2 separate regions of the Mus musculus genome follow, and region 1 is linked to region 2. Evidence: chromatin contacts called from public Hi-C data. All regions are on one chromosome and are shown on one strand. The core of a region is the stretch at or near the end of the contact, and the rest is flanking DNA. Distances in the headings are between cores, read along the strand shown. Region 1 has its middle 8.2 kb from the start of Gm23444. Region 2 holds the start of Nle1 (notchless homolog 1).

Region 1 (2,700 bases), core at 130-2,629, 350 kb after region 2:
TGCCCACTGAGCTTGCTTTACAGCATTGTTCAGCTGAAATAAAGCAACATAATCCAGCTGAAACAAAGGATGGGTCTTTGGGTTTCCCCTATACAAACATAGAGCTGAAAGTTGAACTTTGAGCCTTGATCAGAAATCTTTGTCTTGGGCTGGTGAGATGACTCAGCGGGTAAGAGCACTGACTGCTCTTCCGAAGGTCTTGAGTTCAAATCCCATGCATGTTGGGATGGAGTAATATAGATATCAATTCACGTAATTTAGCCATCCCATAACATGTACATATTTCATATGTCTATTCAACACTTTGAATACATAGCATTTATCTTAGTAAACAAAAGAAGGAGATAGGAAGGAAGATAAAAGGAAGGAAAAAAGGAAGGAAGGAAGGAAGGAAGGAAGGAAGGAAGGAAGGAAGGAAGGAAGGAAGGAAGGAAGGAAGGAAGGAAGACAAAGAGACACAGGCTGGATATATGGGTTAGCAATTCAGAACCCTGGCTTCTCTTCTACAGGACTGGAGTCTATTCCTAGCACCCAAAGGACAACTCACAAACCATTTGTAACTCCAAGTCAGTTATCCTAATGTCATCTTCTGGGCTCCAAAGGCACCAAACATGCCTACAAAAATTTTGAAAACAACACACACAGCCCACTGAAACCAAAGAGTTACACATATACAATGCATAAAAGAGTCCTGTGCGCTTACATTGGTGAAGGGACTGAGGAAGCAGAATAAACTCCATTTTGTTTTTAAGACTCCATTCTAAGTTAAAACTTGCCCTTAGAGAGGCATGGACCCCACCCTTGAGGTCTGAGAAAATCAAGAAATGTTTCTGGCAGTTACAAAATAGATACAGCAGCTGCAGCTGGCTGATAACAACAGAGTGGGCTAAGAAAACCTAAGTTGTTCCCAAGTGAAGACACTCTTTTTTTGATGTATGCTCCCTTCTTGTGGTTTGACCAGGTGCTGTAAAACAACTAGCTTAAAGGCCAACATTCCTTTACCCTCTCATGTAATGCCAAGACTTGGAAACCCCTGCTTGTAGTTTCTTTTTTCCTTCCCCTAGGAAAGGACAAACCTTCCTGATGCAACAGGACAGGAGAGTGGTCCCAGATTGATCTTGAATAAAGACTCTCATGTGCTTGCATCGGAATTGTGGTTCCTGGTGGCCTCTTTGGGGTTCTCACAAACTGAGCACAACTTTGGGACGACACTGAGAGCACCAGTGACTCACGCAAACTCAGCTCCTGGAGACAAAGGAGTTCCTGAAGGGTACCCAACAACAGTGGCCCCACAAGAAAAGTTGCATTTGTGTGATATTGGCCAAGTCATTGTATTGCACCACCTTAACCTTCCAACCATACTCCCTACCCTGTGAGGCTGGTTCTGTCGTTGTCATTTTAGCTGTGTTTGCCCCCTAGTGTTCAAACAGCAAAAGCAACTACAGCTTCCAAAGACCTCAAACAGAAAGTCAGAAGCAAAGTTTATGTATTGTTGATGGTAATGTTTTTCCAATCTCATGACCCTCTTTCTTATTAATTGGTATTAAATTGCACTGAATTAAGTGTTTCAATGTGATATTATCATCTGTGGAATGCCCTTTGGTCATAGGGTTCCTCTTTACCCTCCCTTGTCCCTTCACCTACATGAGGGACATAAGTCTCTTTCTACATAAGTCTCCCTTGTGCTTTCATACCCTTTAAAAGCTATATGATGGGGCTGGAAGAATGGCTCAGTAGTTAAGAACACTGACTGCTCTTCCAAAGGATCCCAGTTTACTTCCCAGCATCCACATGGCAGCTCACAACAGTCTGTAACTCCTGTTTTAGGGGATTTGACTCCCTCACACATGCAGGCAAAACACCAATGATGTCCATAGAATAAAAATAAAATTTTTAAAAATCTTTTCAAAAAGCTGTATACCGCATGTGAGAGTAAATGTCCAATACTTGTCTTTCTGTATGATTTCATGACATATAATCCTCGGTTCCACCCATTTTCCTGTAATGATGCTTTTCATTCTTCCTTATGGATGAGTAAACTCTCAGTTCAGGCTGAGCATGCAGGGAGCTTAATTGTGCACATGCTATGATTTCCTCATCCACTCACCTGCTCAAGGGCCCCTTGCTTATTTCCACAAGTATCAGTAGTTAACTTTGTGAAGAATGTCATAAATTGTGATTTATATGAAAAATTACTATGGTATGGTAATATTTTTACGTATGTGACAGTCTTTTCTGATTCTAAACTGATTCTAAAGAAAATATCAAAAGTGTGTCTTTGAATAACTACACAGCAACAAAAACCAAAATGTGGGAAAGGGATTGGCTGTTCAAGAAGGCAATGATAAAACATGGTTTTGAAAATGTGTCCCTGAGCTGGGCATGTGGTCCATGACCCTAATCCCAGTACTTGAAGAGAGGCTGACCATTCCTGTCCATGTAGAGAGTTCCGGGAGAGCCAGGGTTATGCAAAGGACTCTATCTCAAAGCATGCAAACAAACAAGTAAAAGCCAAGTGTCCCTATCTATCTACCACCACCACCCCTGCAGCCAGTCCCTCTCACTGATGAAATCCATGGTGCCTTTAAGGCATGGAAGAAATTCTTTCTAGAAAAGTTCACAGAGTGAATGATGAAGTAAGCAGTATGGTAAGGCAATGTTGTCATGGTGCTGCTGCTCAGCCCTGTGTGCTACTGCTGC
Region 2 (2,700 bases), core at 146-2,645:
TAGAACTTGTTCTGTAGAAAAGGCTGGCTTAGAATTCACAAAGACCTGCCCGCCTAGTCTCTACCTCCTTGGAAATTTCTAGAAAAAGCTTTTGAAGCTTTTCATATTCTTCTGTTGTTGGAGGTAGAGTCTCTCTATGTAGCCCTTGCTGTTCTGGAACTATTTAGATCAGTCTGGCCTTGAACTCACAGAGATCCGCCTGCCTCTGCTTCCTGAGTGCTGAGATTAAAGGTGTGGACTACCACCACCTGGCTCAACTGTTCTTATTCTTAGAGTCCTACAAGAAAGGATTCATAGGGAAGTAACAGATGCAGAAACCTGACTTCGGAAAGGAGTAGTTCAAACCAAGATAGGCTCTTCTGAGCCAGGTACTATTCTTAGCCTTTGGGGACCAAACCCCAATAAGAAAGTCTGTTACTTGCAACGTGAGTCCAGACCCCAAGTCTATGACAGGCAGGCAGCCTAAGACCCTGTGAATAATAACTCAGGATGGTCCTCTCCACCTGTCAGAGGACACACCTCCACATCCCAAAGATTCTGCCCATGTCCTTACTTTCCTGTGGGGCTGAAGGCCACAGAAATGACAGCTTCGCTGTGACCCTCCAATGAGCTGGTGCACCGCGTCACAGCCCGGACCCTGAAGACAGCTTGGGGCTGGTAGATGATATCGACGATTTTCTCTGTCTCCACAGACTGGGACTCCAGCGTCTTCCCCAGGGAGGACACAATCTCAGCATCGTGGACGTAGAACGCCAGGGGCAGGGGCTCCTCCTGAAGGCAAGAACAGAGTAAAGAGGAACTCTGCTCGGAGGGATGAATGCCTGCCCTCAGCGGGAGTCGGCTCAATCCCAACTACTGCATACCACCATGCGACAAATTTAATCCCGCTGGGCATCTCTGTAAAATGGGGATGCTTATGTTGGGCTGTGACAAGAAGTCACGGAAACACTGCATCCGACGCGTTCAAAACACAGCCTGTCTGTAGGTGAGTCGGCGCGGAGAACATTTTTCCTGGGGCCGATCCACGCCACCGACACTGTCGGTGAGCAGCTGGGTCCCCGGAACACCGTGGCTTCGTTTTGGGGTGCTCACCTGGGCCAGCAGCGCGTTGCACACCAGCTGCAGCTTGTCCGGCGTGATGTCCACTGGCACGTCGAACGGGGAGCCCAGCAGCTGACCGCCCTCATCCTGGAACTGTACGAGCAGCCGCTGCACGTCGCCTGCCGCCGCCTCTTCCTGCAGAATCAAGCCGCGAGACTGTCAGTCCCCCTCCCCTCCCCTCGGGCCTCGGTACCCCACGCGGAGACCCGGCATCCCCGCCCCGTGCGCGTACACCTACCACCACCGCCGCCGCCATCCTGCGTCCCCACGTGGAGGAGAACCGAGGCGGAAAGACGGAGCGTTAAATCCATGTCGCGCCGGGCAACCTCCGGCTACAGCGCCCTCTCGTGTTCGGAGGAGTCAAGCCGCTCTCGGAGGCCGGGATTGCCAATGGTGGCCTCCCTTCGCGCCTTCTTTTCACAGTAGCGATTCTGGCCAATTTTAGTCTCCAAAACTCAGAGAAATTAATTGATTTGCCCGCCTAGCTCACAGAGGCAGGAGATGGTGGAGGATGACACTTCCAGGGTCCAGGCAGCAGGGGTGAAAATACAAACCAGAAAACTATTGGGTTGAGGCAGAAACTTTTATAGGTGGGCTTGTGGGATTTAGTTTGTGTATGTGTGTGTGTGTGTGTGTGTGTGTGTGTGTGTGTGTGTGTGTGTGTGTGTGCGCGCGCGCGCGCGCATGTATGCATGTATGTATTGAGATAGGCTGAGGGTGTGTAGCCTAAGTAGACCTTGAACTCCATGATCCTCTTGTCTGTGCCTCCCAGGATGGGATGCTGGGAATATCGGATGGGCCGCGGTGCCCAGCTGTTTTGGGATTTTTTTTTTCTGAGCTCTTTCAAGGTGTGGCCCTCTCCTGTATCTGCTTTTGCATAGGCAATTTATTCTGTCTGGAACTTTTGTGGACAGATTTGAGTCTCTGCTCTCCTCTTGTACAAGTTCAAAGAATATAGAGCCTATAAGGAACTATTAAATAGGTTGTGGTAGAACATGCCTTTAATCCAGGCTCTTGCGAGACAAAGACAGGCAGATAGATCTCTGAACTTAAAGCCAGCCTGGTCTACAGAGTAAGTTCCAGGACATTGAAGGTCTCCAAAAGAACTCCCTGTCTCAGACAAACAAACAAACAAACAAACAAACGAGACTAATAAAAGTTGAAGAAGGCCAGAGGGACCCGTGTGCTCTTTGGAGGCTTTTCCTCATCTGAGAACAACGACTCCATTTGCTAGGGACGCTGCCTTCTGGCCTTCTTCACATTGTTTATCTCTCGGCTTAAATATACTCATTCCTACATGCATACATTCATTCATCCGACAAAGCGAATTGAGCCTCTATTCTTTGCCAGATAGTGTTCTCAGAACTTTGCATAGATTAGTTCAATTACTTAGGGAAGCCTTTCCCAGGACCCTGTCTTTCTTTTTTTTCTCTTCTTTTTTTTCTTTTTTCCTTTTGGTTTTTCGGGGACCCTGTCTGTCTTGTCCTGTGTTTTCCAAGTTTTCCGGCATTTTCAGTCATTTCCTCATTATCAGTCATGTCCCCCGGTATATAGGGGACACAGAAGAAACGCTTGTGGACTGAATTATGAAATCAGGAA

What was found. Hi-C and Micro-C count contacts between places; a contact is called where the count stands out from the background.
Region 1: a contact with region 2 is called in a Hi-C map of erythroblasts, with 2.8 times the contacts expected there. The contact joins the enhancer-like site here to the promoter of Nle1 in region 2. A contact is called at or near these places in 4 of 39 promoter capture datasets (embryonic stem cells, hippocampal neurons, neural stem cells and 1 more), 4 of 15 datasets of contacts at CTCF or cohesin (the NIH/3T3 cell line, embryonic stem cells, large pre-B cells and 1 more), 56 of 484 Hi-C or Micro-C datasets (the AML12 cell line, B cells, the C2C12 cell line and 31 more), 29 of 115 datasets of contacts at active chromatin or transcription factors (the 230-238 cell line, the HPC-7 cell line, the NIH/3T3 cell line and 19 more) and 3 of 9 other capture datasets (adipose tissue, embryonic stem cells and liver).

What each region holds. Positions count from the first base shown.
Region 1 is chr11:83,261,997-83,264,696 of GRCm38.p6, forward strand. No RefSeq gene overlaps it. Among named protein-coding and RNA genes, the nearest start is that of Gm23444, 8.2 kb to the right of the region's middle. Within about 2 kb of position 1,380, at least 21 of the 459 cell types and tissues checked have an H3K27ac peak or open chromatin away from gene starts, as enhancers often do. A contact at or near this core is called in the G1E-ER4 cell line, the SCID.adh cell line, double positive thymocytes and 1 more, where this site is marked.
Region 2 is chr11:82,907,000-82,909,699 of GRCm38.p6, forward strand. Nle1 (notchless homolog 1) reads right to left here and starts at 1,396. Exons shown (of 13, transcript NM_145431.2): 1 at 1,340-1,396; 2 at 1,093-1,236; 3 at 554-771. The coding sequence starts at 1,357.